Linked DNA regions of Cricetulus griseus: region 1 is linked to region 2. A link is a contact called in public Hi-C data. All regions are on one chromosome and are shown on one strand. Each heading gives the region's core, a stretch centred on a gene start, on an enhancer-like site or on the middle of the called end of the contact. The rest is flanking DNA. Distances are from core to core; before and after follow the strand shown.

Region 1 (6,732 bases), core at 1,977-4,476, 170 kb after region 2:
GGAAACAGTGGGCTGCTAAGTAGACGTCAGCAGTTAGTTGCTTTCCAGATCATTATCTAGTGGGCCCAATGTGTACCTCAAGATAAACACCGTATGTTATGTCAAAAAAATCCATTCTCTGTTGATTTAAATGGTTCTGAAATGTCTATAAATAAAGAAATTTTCAAGGTTGTTCTTGCAGTTTTTCCTGAGAGAGTCAGACCTAGTACTGACTTTTCAAAGGCCTCGTTCTCTAGCCCCTCAGGCATAGGGATTCCTAATACTGTAAACCCCGTTCAGAATTGAGAGATTTAAGACACAACCTGAAGTTTCATAGAATCTGGTAACCAGGCAACCCCATGACATTCAAAGAGGACCCAGTACCTGTGTGGTCAAAAGGTGAGGACAAGTGCAGATGTCTTTTAATTTGAAGAGAGAGTATACATGTTCCAGTGAGAAGGGAACTAATGCAAACTCCTGTCTTTGGTGTCCGTGTTGTTGCGCTGATGCAATGAAGATCCAGAGAGGTGTTCCCAGGTGCTGGAGAAGAGGCAGGCATGTCCACCCTGCTGTGTCAGTATGCCTCACAGGCAGGCAGAGTTTGACTGGAGTTTCTGTTGTCCTCAACTTATCATAAAATCACTTCCAGCATCTTATTTCTCAATCAGACAAGTCCCAGAGTCATTCATGCCACCACTTCCTAAGCCTTCGGTCCCACTCTCCCATTCCACGGGGACAAGTGTCTGCTCCCCTGCATTGCAGAGCCAGACACTAGAAGAACCAAACACATGACTAAAATTTCCAAAGCCCTAAGTCAGGGTCCTAAGAATGCCTACCTCAGGAATACTAGGACACTGTGCAAACTGGATATTGCTAAGAAATTTGAACCTAGAAATAAATTGTTAGGATCACATGTCCTTTGATTGATGTGTAATGGGTGAAAACACATTATCTGCTAAAAATATTAAGTACAGAATATAGCCTACTTCTGCCCAGTTGGTTTCCTCTTATGATGCTTGGCTCACCTCGGCCCCTTCTTGTTTAGATAGTTCATCCATATGCTTTGGGAGCTGCTAAGCAGCATCCCCAGGCTGTGTACATTTTGCTCTTTGTGATGAGATAGCAACCACCCTTTGTGAGCTACCCAGTCCTTGGCTTCCAGAGTCTTCAAAGTCAGGATACTTGAGTAGATGTTGAACAGCAGTGTAAACACCCTGACATTCCTGGTGGTGGCCGGTTACTGTGACATGAGGATCAAGACATCAGTCACAGAATAACAGGATGAAGTTGAGTCAAATGAGGTGCAAGGGATGCAGCTCAGTGTGAGAGCACCGGTTCAGCATGCGTGAGACCCTCAGTTCAATCTTCAGCACCCAAAATCAAAGGCCAATGACCTCATTGGCGCTCACACTGTAAAACAGAAGAGCAGGCTGTAAGAGTGAGACATACACCTGTTTGGTGATCCCAGGTTGAGTTTGTGTCATGACTGCTGATAGATGTATTGAGAATTTCTTACAAGTACATTTTTCTTACAACTTGAGGCAGTGATTTCCCCTTAGTGATGGATAGATGTAAAACTGAACCAAGAGCAGTGTGTGCCACAAGTGGCCACAAATATTAGCTCCAAGAGATACAGGCCCTTGAAAGATAGTACATGTGGTGGAATGTTTAAGCTACAGGTGTGCTCTGGCCAGAGTTAGTGGGGGAAGATAACACGCTTGTGTCCTCCAAGATGCAATGACCCTGTAGACATGGCACAACAGAGCTTTAAAAATGGGACTTTAGAAGGCCACTCTCTAAACTTCCTAGAAATAAACCTTGCATGGTGTCAATCCTTCTAGAGCACACCTGTATAGTGGGAAATTACCAATACGGAGTCAGGTAGAAATATAAGTGTATTTAATAGGGAAAAGCCTTACTTACAGAGTGACCTAGCCAGCCGGAGTGGCAGCAGTCTGTAAGCAAGCCCAAAAAGAGAAACCGAAAGCGAAAACGCAGTCACCCTACATCCCCTGACCACGCCCACGAAAGCTTTCGAGGGCGTGGTCAGGCACACCTGTAGCCAGCCCCTAAGTAGGCGTGGCTACAGCTTCCCTACAATTCCCCTTTTAGTCTAAAAGAGGATTAAAACTTAACAGTTTAAAGTATCCAAAATTAACAATCATAAAGGTAAAATATAAGAAGATACAACAATCTGCTTATGTCACATTCTAACTATCTATGTTAACTAAACCCTAAAGTCATCTGAGAGAGGTATCCAAGCCTGAACACCTCCTTCCAATCCCAACCATAAACAATAGGAAGCTATCCCTAACTAGGTATATACACTATCCTAAGTGACATAGCCACGCCTACTTAGGGGCTGGCTACAGCTTCCCCTACACACCTGGGCTGTACTAAAATGAAGGATAGAACTAGAAATTGGCCTTCCATCTTGTACTCATCCCAACTGTATCCCAGTTTCCCCTGCCATTACCTTCCGCAAGTGACGGAGTGGCTTTGTGAAGTACATGTGGCAAGCCCTGTGCACATCCTCTACCTTCTGCTCTGAGGCTGGAAGTCAACAGAAGACAATACTCAAGCCGCCCTCCCCACGTGATGCTAGCTAGAATGGAGGAAACTGCCAACTGGGCTTGATGGTGCACACCTGTAATCCCAGCACTTGAGAGGCTGAGGCAGGAGGTTTTCTGTGTTCAGTGCCAGCCTGTACTGCACACCAAAGACGCTGCATCCAAAAAGAAAAGAAAGGAAAATGGAAACGTCTGCTTATAAAACAGAAACTCTGGGCTAAAGAGGTGTTTGAGCCAATAAGAATGCTTGTTACTATTCCAGACAATCTGAGTTCAGTGCCCAGTACCCATGTTGGGCAGCTCACACCACCTGTAACAGCTCCAGGGCACTCAACACCCTCCTGGCTTCCACAGTAGACATATACACACAAGTCAAAATTCTTTTTTTCTCTAAAAAGGCTCTGAGCACATCTTCTGCTACTTTATCCAAAGTGATGGCTCAGTGGAGATACTAAATAAGACAGAGGAAACATTAAAATGTAAACAGTTTTCAGATAACCAACCTGTACACACACTTCATCTGGCTGTGTCCCAGCTATCTACTAGAAAGAGCTTATGGAGAGAGAAACTGTAATACCAAATATGGCCACTAGGTGGAAGACTCTTCCACCCTTGATTGCCCCAGGATGGTACCAGCCAGTTCCTGACTTCAATGACAAGCCAAGGATTTCAAAACACAAAGCTGATTTGTCACGGGGCCTGCTCCTTCTTGCTCCAGGGATCTACTGCCCCCTTCTGCCCTCCACTAGCCTGCACTCACATGTATATACCCACATAATGCAGACAATTAGAAATAAAAAAAAATAATAATAAAAAATAGAAAGATAATAAAAAAACAACTCTTGCAGAGGTTGAGTGACTTTTATAAAACTACAAACCATTTGCTTTTTCATAGTTTAGATTTCTGTCTTTAAATGGTGTGATTGATGATTCATGTTTTGGAATAGTCACACTTAACTAGTTTTTCTGAACTTTGGCGATCTGGGTTTGAGGGTCATAGAAGAACCTGACTGCTCTGAGGAACCCACAGCTCACACCGAGGGCTGCTGAGTTCATGTGCCTTTTCCACAGTACCCCTATTGCCCTAGTTTTTCTGTTGCTGTGATAAAGGCTGACCAAGACCATCTTGGAGAGAAAAGCATTTATTTGGCTTACGGGTGACAGTCCATCATGGGCACAGCCAAGGCAGAAGTGTGGAGCAGTAGAGACCATGGAGCAATGCTGCTGGCTGGCTTGCTCCACTACTTTTTTTTAAATTTTGTTTATTTATTTTTGGGTTTTCGAGATAGTGTTTCTCTTTGTAGCTCTGACTGTCCTGGAACTCACTGTGATGGCCACATGTGAAGAACTGTGATCCACCTGCCACTCAGTTAATCCCTGATAAAGTCGAATTTGGAACATGGAGACAGCTAATTTCTCTCTTGCAGATGAGCGGTAGGAAAATGAAGTGCTTCCTGTTATTCTGTTATCTCTCAGAACTATCACCCAAGGGACATGCGCTGTGAGTAGCCCTGGCAGCTTCTTTGACAGGCATGGATTATTTCTTTATTGCCTCAGCATGCTGCCAGTACTCACAGAGCCCATCTTCCATTCAACAGGCATTGAGCCTTCCTGACTGTGACTCTCTGTCAGGGAGGTAAACCGACCAGGTTGTCTGTTTGTTTGTTTGTTGTTTGTTTCTGTGACAAATACCTGAAAAGTCATTTAAAGGGAGGCAGGAGTGACTTCATCTCCATCTCAGATGACTCATCACCCTACTGCTCTCCAGAGGACCAAAGTGCAGTTTCCAGAATGCACACCAGGCTGTAGTTGGTTGTTCTTATACTCTTTGCTCTTTGGGGTGGGGGGTGGGGGCACTACCCAGCTCCCAAATAAATCACACAGGGACTTATTCTTTCATATAAATGCCCAGTCTTAGCTTGGTTTGTTTCTAGCCAGCTTTTCTTAAATTATCCCCTCTATCATTTGCCTCTGGGCTTTTACCTTTCTCTGGTTCTGTATATCTTTTCTTTCCTTCTTATTCTATGGCTAGGTGGCTGGCCCCTAATATCCTCCTCTCCTTCTTTCCTCCTCATCTCTTCCTTCCAGAGTTCTCCTCCTATTTATTCTCTCTGCCTGCCAGCCCCACCTATCCTTTCTCTTGCCTTGCTATTGGCCATTCAGCTTTGTGTTAGACCAATCGGGTTCTAGACAGGCAAAGTAACACAGCTTCACAGAGTTAAACAGATGAAACATGAGAGAATTCAACAAATCTTTGCATTATTAAACACATTTTCCACAGCATAAACAAATGTAACTCATCTTTAAGTAGTACTCTACAATACCATGCTGCTTACAACTTCACATAGTTCCAGCCCCAGAAGATCCATTGACCTCTTCAGGATTTCACTAACACCTGTACTCACTTGTGTATCTCCCACACCCCACCCCTCACACGCAATTGATGTTGCCTTTCTCTGTATTGTTTTGGAGCCTGTCCTGGAACTCGCTCTGTAGACCAGGCTGGCTTCCAACTCACAGAGATCCTCCTGCCTCTGCCTCTGAGTGCTGGGATTAAAGGTGAGCGCCACCAATGCCCGGCTTCTCTGAGGTATCTTTTTTCTTAAAAGAAAGGAAAAAAAGGTTTCAGGGTTAGGGCAATACAGAGAAACCCTGTCTCGAAAAACTACAAAAAAAAAAAAAAAAAGATACCTCAGAGAGCTAACTAGCCACATTCTCCATGTGGAAGACATGATTAAGAAGGCAACATCTGTGAGAAGACAGGCCTTCACAGACATCTAGTCTTCCGTATGTGGACTCCCAACTTCCAAGACATTGATAAAGAATCCAGTCTATGGCATTTTGTTCTAGCTGCTCAAACAGACTTTCCTCAGGTCAGAATCGATGCCAAATCCTGACCTCTGAGTTCAGGAATGACATGGGAATGTTTTTTTTTTTTAAGATTTTATTTATTATGTATACAACATTCTGCTTCCATGTATATCTGCACACCAGAAGAGGGCACCAGATCTCATAACGGATGGCTGTAAGCCACCATGTGGTTGCTGGGAATTAAACTCAGGACCTCTGGAAGAGCAGCCGGTGCTCTTAACCTCTGAGCCATTTCTCCAGCCCATGACATGGGAATCTTATCAACATATACTGCATAAAGATCTCTCAGGAGTGTTCTCTCAGCAAGATGTATTTATCAGGTGGTTTCTACTTTGCTATCACAGTTGGGAGGGAAAGATTTTGAAATGATTCTTTTAGCAGAATGATCAAAGTATCTTCGAGAAGAGAATCATGTTTATTGCTTTATGTATGTTGAACATACAGTTCAAGATCTGATTTACAGTAAGTGCCCAGTTGCCTGACGGAAATTTGACAAGATCTTCCTGAAGATTAGTGAAAAGCTTCCAAATGGCACATAGCCACCTGCCATGTGTTCTGGAGAACACCAGAACCTGAATTTATAACTCCCACCAATCTCTTCAGAAAATTTACTTGGGGATTTAAACCCATGCCCACAACTAGGAGATAATTTGTGACCACAAAGGACTCCCCACCCACAGCCTCAGTATCCAATACTTTTAGCACTGCTGTAACAACACCGCCAGGAACAACATGAAGGAAGAAAGGTTTGTTGGGCTTACAGTTTCAGAAGGTTTTCATCCATTGTGGTTGAAAAGGTACAGCTGAGCACTTCAGTTCATGGTGGCCCAAGTGTGCTACAAAGACTGTACACACACACACACACACACACACACACACACACACACACACACACACGTATACACACATGCATGCACACACACATACATACACACCTTTCTCTTTCTACCGTGAGCAGTGAGAAACTCTCACCAGAAATCCTTATGTATACTATGAAGATATGTTTCTCTCATTGATAACAAAAAGCTGATTGGCTGATAGCTAGGCAGGATTTTTCAGGCAGAGAGAATGCGAGGAAAAAGGGTGGAGTCTGAGGAGTATGGAGCCAGATGTGGAAGAAGCAACATGGGCGTTCATAGATGAGGTGATGAAGCCTCAGGACAGCACATAGATTAATATAAATGGGTTTATTTAATTTGTAAGAGCTGACTGGAGACAAGCCTAAGATATCAGTCGAGCATTTGTAATTAATATTAAGTCTCTGTGTAGTTATTTGGGAGTTACTACTGGGACACAGAGAAACTCTGCCTAC
Region 2 (6,712 bases), core at 2,980-5,479:
TTGTTATGTGCTCCAGGACACTGTGATATGGGGAAGCGCAACATGTAATGTTTTTATCTTGCAATGCTGATAGTTTGGAGAATGGACAAGCTGTGTGTTTGTGAACAATGGGCACAGTTAGGAGGCTAGATGAGTCAGTTACAAAGTCTTTAGGTATTTCCTGTCCAGTTCACCCTTGGTCTCATCAAGGCCAGTTCTGCCAGGCTCACTGTGGCTCTTTCATTCCATAGACTCTAGAGTCAGAGAGGGAAGCCCTATTATATCAGGTCTCCTTTTGAGGACTATTCCTCTACTGTGTGCTGTTTTTCCTAATTCTAAGCCCTCCTTTCAGTCTGAATTTGTCTCTTCATCTGTCCTCTAAAACAGAGCCTCCCAATAGCACTTTTAATAACACAGGCTGAACAGCCACACTAGTTGGCCATAGAAGCTGGGCAGTGACGGTACACACCTTAATCCCAGGACTCAGGATACAGAGGCAGATGGATCTCTGTGAGTTCAAGGACACCCAGGGCTACATGAGAATGAATCAGTCTAAAAGAGTTCATGCCTTTAATCCCAGCATTAGGGAGAAGGAAGAAGCCAAGAATCTCATGTGAGATTCAGTTTCCACTCACAGGGAAGACAGGATCTCCATTTCAGCCTTGGTAGAGGTAAGAGATACTGGCTGGCTGCTTTGCTTCTCTGATCTTCAGCTTGAATCCCAATATCTGTCTCTGGGTTTTCATTATTTGTGCTACAGACAGGATAAATAAAAATTTCCATGATCACCTCAAAGGACAGTCATGGGCACACAGAAAACATGTAAAATTACCTTCTCAGAACTCAAGGGTAGCACACATGCTTAGCACATGCCAAGCCCTAGATTCGAGCCCTGGCACCCACAATAAAATAAAAACCATGTCCACTATGTTATTTAGGTATGTATGAAATATAAATGGTATACATAAGATACATAAGATAGTATATACCTAAGGTATGTATAAAAATGAAAGGATTTCATGCTTAAACCAGGATCTCATTCCTCAAGACATCTTATTAGATGTATGCAAATATCCAAAAACAAAAGTAAATCTGAAACACTTCTTGTCTCAGGCATTTCAGATAAGGAATACTCGAACTGTAATAGCAAATTACTCTCTATGTATCAGATATTTATGCTAATTTCTCAGTATGTATTAAACGATTAGGTTCTCATACAAGCCTTCTGAGATGAATACTATTATCAACTTATATTTTTCAGAAGAGGAAGCCATAGCTTCCCAAGATCCTATACAGGAGCAACACCGCTGACTAAACTCAAGGGTTTCATATATATGGAGGTCAAAAGACAACTGGAGGTCAAAAAAGGAATCAGTTCTCTCCTTCTACAATGTGAATCCTGGAGAATGAACTCAGATTATCAAGCTTGACAGGAAATGCCTTTATCCATTGAGTCATCTCACTAGCCTTGAAGCTAATATTTTTAATCATCCAAATATGCTATGAGACTGGAGAGTTGGTTCAATGGTTGAGAGTACTTGCTATGCTTCTAGAAGACCTGGGTTTGGTCCTGAGCACCCATATCAGGAATCTCACAACTACTTACATGTCTGGCCTCTGTGGGTACCCGCACACATGTGGCATATTTTCTCTCTTCCTGCTCATTAAATAAACAAAGAATGTTCATAAAGAATCTGCTGTACATTTCACCAGCTGTACTAATAGGCTTTCTTTATTATAACAAGTACTTTAGATGAATCAGCTTATAGTTGGCTCACTGTTTTAAAGTTTCTGGTGGGGTCTATAACGGGTTGGGCTCTTTGCTTTGGGGCCTCTATGAGATGGATTGGAGTTTTCAACTCATCACCTCTAGGTACTTTTTTGTTTGTTTGGTTTCTGAGACAGGGTTTCTCTGTGTAGCCTTGGCTCTCCTGGAACTCATTCTGTAGACCAGGCTGTCCTTGAACTCACTCTGCCTGCCTCTTCCTCCAGAGTGCTCAGATTAAAGGTGTTCACCACCATCAACCAGCTCACCTCATCACATCTAGGAAGCAAAAGGAAGAAGCCAGTTTATCCTCCTCAGGAGCATCCCACACCATAACCTAGAGATCTCTCTTCAGTCTCCATGTTTTACAGGTGGCCCTGCCTCTGAGCAGCCCCATCATCATCTCATCCACGGACTTCAGGAAAATATATAAGATCCAAACAACAGCACCCCCGCACCTGCTTTTGTGCTTTTACATACACCGTACCAGTTTAATAATCCTCAAAACATGTTTGGGATATTGGCAGTTCAGTGGATATTCTCTTACAGTCTTGCCAGAGAGCCACCACATCCTTAATACTCTTCTTAAGGACTTCTTCCACATGTAAAACCACCAGGAACTGGCTCACTGAAACTTCTTCCCTTAATACTTAGGATTGAAATAAAATCTTTTCTACCAGGTCAGCAACAACAGCAAATTGAATGTAGGACCTTTCTTGATTTAAAAGCAAATCTGATTACATTAATCATTTTATTTTTTGTCTTGTCTTTAGGTCATAGGTCACCAGTCCTTTTTGTGAGGGAGAACTACTTTTCACTTTCCCCAAAGCTTTTAAGGAGAATAGAATAGAAACACAAAGTGATGTGTTTTAAAAAGTCAGTTCACCACATAAAGATTTAGGATCCACTTACTGGTCAGATGAAGGACCCCTGGCCTTACCCAAATGTAGATATTTTCTGTTATCTTTCTTCTTTTTGAGTCTAAGGTTTATTTTCAGAAATGACTTAAGCTATTTAGAAAAAATGGTACTCAGCACTATATGGTTTTGAAACATGTGAGTTATGGACCTTTGATGTATTTTTTCCTTCACACCTGAAAAAAATTGTCATGAATGACACAGAACGCAAAACTTTAGCCGAAGCGTTTAGTAGATACTATAACTAATATTCTGAAGTGAGAGGCCCAGGAAGGAAGTGTGAAATAATCTCGTGTTTTTCCTCAAAACTAAACGCACTGGCTTCTTTATGGGAACAGATTTTTCTTAAACCAGCCCTCTAAGAAGCAGTGGGATTGTTTCATGGCCCCTGGGTGCTTGCTCTGCCTCTTATAGACTGAACACCTAATACTGAAAGCGTGTTGATGGAACAGGTTCACCTCAGGAGCTGCTCATCTCTCTAGCTGAACTTCATGAAAAAAAAAAAAAAAAAAAAAAAAGCAACACACAAGTCCGGGCTTTGCCTGGAAACTAGGGACCTCGTAATCCCTTCTATTATCTGAGCTCTGGCCACAACAAGCAAACCCTATTTCAAGACTGTGGGCAACATTATTATGGAAAGCAACCTGTGGGTTAAATGCTAGCACCGCTTCCCAAGAGTTGTGCCATTTTGTGACATCCCCGAAAGTTCTGGTAGCATGTTTAGGAAAGGGGATTTATCTATCAGAAGAGAACCTCTCTGCGCGTTGGAGGAGGATGACCTCCTGGACGTTGACACTCCACAGCTTTCTGCGTCTGGGAATCTTTTGCATCCTGCCTTGCAGCCACACTTGAACTGATCACAGAAACTTTCATCTCCGTCTATGGAGTCATGGAGTCAGGAAGCACCACCGATGGCTAACTCCACGGGCTGGCTCTTTCCCGCCCCGGTCCCTATAGCCAGGAAAACCTGCTGTAGCTGCCAGAGGCAACATCAGAGTTCGCCACTGCCGACCATGAAGAGCGCTGGCTGCACCGCGGGCACCGGGAAGGACGCGCCGGGCGAGGCTGCAGGGCGCGCGAGCGGTCGGACGGGGGAGCGAGAGCCAAAGCTTGCGGAGCGCAGCCGAGCGGGTACCACAGTCCCGGGAGCCGCCTCGGAGGGAGGCAGAGCTCCTAGCTAGAGAAATGTGCGGGAGGCGGGGCCTGTAGGAGGCGGAGCTAGGGAGGCGGGGCCTATGGGTACTGTGGTTGAGGAGGCGGGGCTAGGTTAAGGAAGGCGGCGCCAGAGGAAGGCGGGGTTATGTGTGGGCGGGAACTGTGAAAGGCTGAGCCTACTCGGAGGTAGGCGGAGCTAGTGGTGGAGCCCGCGTTCCAGGGAGGTGAAGCCTCGGCTCCAGAGAGGTGGAGCTAGTGGCGTGGAGGCGGGATCCGAGGAAAAGAGGCGAGGTCCGAGTCGGAGAGGCGGAGCCTGTGCCCCAGGGAGGCGGAGTCCCCGGTGGGAGGCGGGCACGGAGGCGGTGCCAGGGCGGGCTGCGCAGGCGTCCCATGCCCCTTGTTGATTAGTCAGTGCCGGGAGCGCTGCTATGGCGTTCCTCCGACCCGCGGCTCCTCCTCACACTGTGCTCGAGGCGGAGGCTAGGAGGGGCCCGAGGAGGAGGCGGGCGGCCGGCCGCCGCAGCTGCAGAGCCGGGCCAGGGGAGGCGGAGGAGGAGAGGAGCCGCCGCAGCCAGCCGGGCCGCCTGCAGCGCTCCCCTGGCTTGAGGGCGCGGGGCGCCAGCCATGCCTCGGTGTGGCCGCTGAAGGCGGGTGCCGGCGTCCCCGCCGCTGTGCCTCGCTGCCCGGCTGCCCGCGGCGGGAGAGCGAAGCCGCCCGCCAGCCAGCGGTGGAGCGGGCGCGGGAGCGCGGGGCCGGAGGAGGTGGGGAAGATGGACCCGGTGCCCTCGTTGGGCTGCAGCCTCAAGGATGTGAAGTGGAGCCCAGTGGCTGTGCCGCTCGACCTGCTGGTCAGCACTTACCGGCTGCCCCAGATCGCGCGGCTGGACAGCGGTGAGTACCGGCGGGGCGCGCGGGTGCCAGGAAGGGTGGGACCCGGGGGGGGGCGGGGGCAGTGCTCGCCCCTGGCTGTCTAGTTGGCCTGCGAGGGCTGCCGCAGCCCTGGCGCGGCACTCCACTCCCCCCCAGCAGCAGCAGCCGCCGTCGCCAGAGAGGTGCAAATCAGAACCCTTGCAGTGCAGTTAATAAGGGCACCTTAAAAAAAAAAATCAACATCGTGGAAACCTGCAGATAGTAACCTTGGATGCAAGAATTACTCAATCTGGGAACCCTGAAGTTGTCTTAGGCAACTTCCTGACGAAAATAATTGGGCTCTGGGTGGTATCTTGTTTGGGGTGCTCTCTCCAACCGGTCTTCCCTATGTCTGCCAAGAAACTGCAGATTTCAGAGGAAAAGCTCCCGGGTGACCCAATGAAAACGATCACGTTTCTTGGAGATCTTTTATTACAGCTCGTCTACTCTGTTTAACACAACAACGAGTGATTTAGGGTTGTGTGCAGAAAATGTCTTTAGCAGAAGTGATGGTATGCTTACGGTTAATTATTAGCATAGCGCGCTTCCAGCTTAGAAAAAATATTTTAAGCCGCTAAAGCATATTGATTTGCAATCTGAGCTCTGAACCAAGAAATGCCTGTATTTCCTGAAACTGACCACAAGAAAACAACCAAGAACACCGCCCCCCACCACACACACTGATTATTCTGCACTGTGACATATGCAAACAAATATGTAGATGTGCTACTGTCAGTCAAGTGGACACCTTTAGTTTTGAGATGTTGGAGGGGACAGTTTAAGTTGTGTCTGTTTTTTTTGCACTTGTAACTTCACCCAGTTAAGCTTCTTGGGACTTCAGATTGTAGGAAGAAGTCTGCTCTGCTGTAGGGCAGCCGGGCGGGCTGGCACCAGGCAGGCACATAGATAGAGCTGTGGTCACACACAAGCCAGATCAAAACTGGTCTGAACAGAAGGATGCCGTTTCTTCAAGTCACAGGCACTTGCCTTATGTCTTGCTTTCTAGAGTAAAGTGTGTTTCATATGAGATGTGTAAGTGCCCCCAAAGAGGTCTTATTCTATTGCTTGTCTGTAAGGCTAGACTAGACACTGAAACACTGACAAGAGAATTAATAAATGAGAAAGTTTTGAAAGCTGGAAAACAACATTGGCATGCTTGCTGTCTTTGGCTGGTGGTGGTGGTTGTGGTGGTTACTGGGAATAAACTAGAAGTTTTAAAACTAAGAAGGAAGTATGTGATGGTAATAACTGTTGAATCCAGGGGAGGACATTGAGGCATATTGAGGCATTTCTACTTAGCGTGGGGGTGGCAAAGTGTGTTGTGCTTTAATAAGTAACTGTGTGTGTGTGTGTGTGTGTGTGTGTGTGTGTGTGTGTGTGTGTGTGCAGTTTCATTTCCTCCAATGTGCAAAATTGTATGTTTTGGCAGGTTGTGAGTCTTTACCTTTCCATTTCCAGACCTTCCCTCATCTCTGCAAACTCTGCCAAAACTTCTCAGCGAGGCAATAGAGCATTGGTGCACGTGGTGTGCAAATTGCTCAGACTTCCTCCAACTCAAAGTGCAGAGAGACTGTGCATCAGCCTTAGACATAACTCTCAGTCTTACTAACTACTTTCCTATCCCTGTCATTCATTAAAAGGGTCTCAATCAGCACTGAGCTCACCCCACACTTCTTTTCAAATTGGGATGTGGGCTGCAAGTCTTAACACTGTGTCCTTTCAAGCCTTGGGATGGATTTTGATCATCATGTGTAATTCTAGTTCTTTATCATAAATTCCTCTTGTGATTAACCACTTGAGAATCCAAGTCATACTTGTAGCCAATATTACTGTATACCTGATTCCTTCATTAACCAGTCCCATCTCTTTTTTGTTAGCATAGATTCTAATAGCTGCATGATATTCTGTGGGAATGCCTATAGCATATATCTATCTGGCCCCTTATAGGTGGACATTAAATTGTATTTATATCTACTCCCTCATTAGT

The links. A called contact is a pair of places that touch in the nucleus more often than the background predicts.
Region 1: a Hi-C map of liver shows a contact between it and region 2, with 3 times the contacts expected there. The contact joins the enhancer-like site here to the promoter of Garem1 in region 2. A contact is called at or near these places in 5 of 8 Hi-C or Micro-C datasets (the CHL-YN cell line, the CHO-K1 cell line, fibroblasts and 1 more).

What each region holds. Positions count from the first base shown.
Region 1 is chr2:215,894,690-215,901,421 of CriGri-PICRH-1.0, forward strand. Garem1 (GRB2-associated and regulator of MAPK protein 1) reads left to right here. Exons shown (of 7, transcript XR_004768373.1): 7 at 1-171. Among named protein-coding and RNA genes, the nearest start is that of Trnan-guu, 9.6 kb to the left of the region's middle. Within about 2 kb of position 3,227, at least 2 of the 6 cell types and tissues checked have open chromatin away from gene starts, as enhancers often do.
Region 2 is chr2:215,726,262-215,732,973 of CriGri-PICRH-1.0, forward strand. Garem1 (GRB2-associated and regulator of MAPK protein 1) reads left to right here and starts at 4,230. Exons shown (of 7, transcript XR_004768373.1): 1 at 4,230-4,707.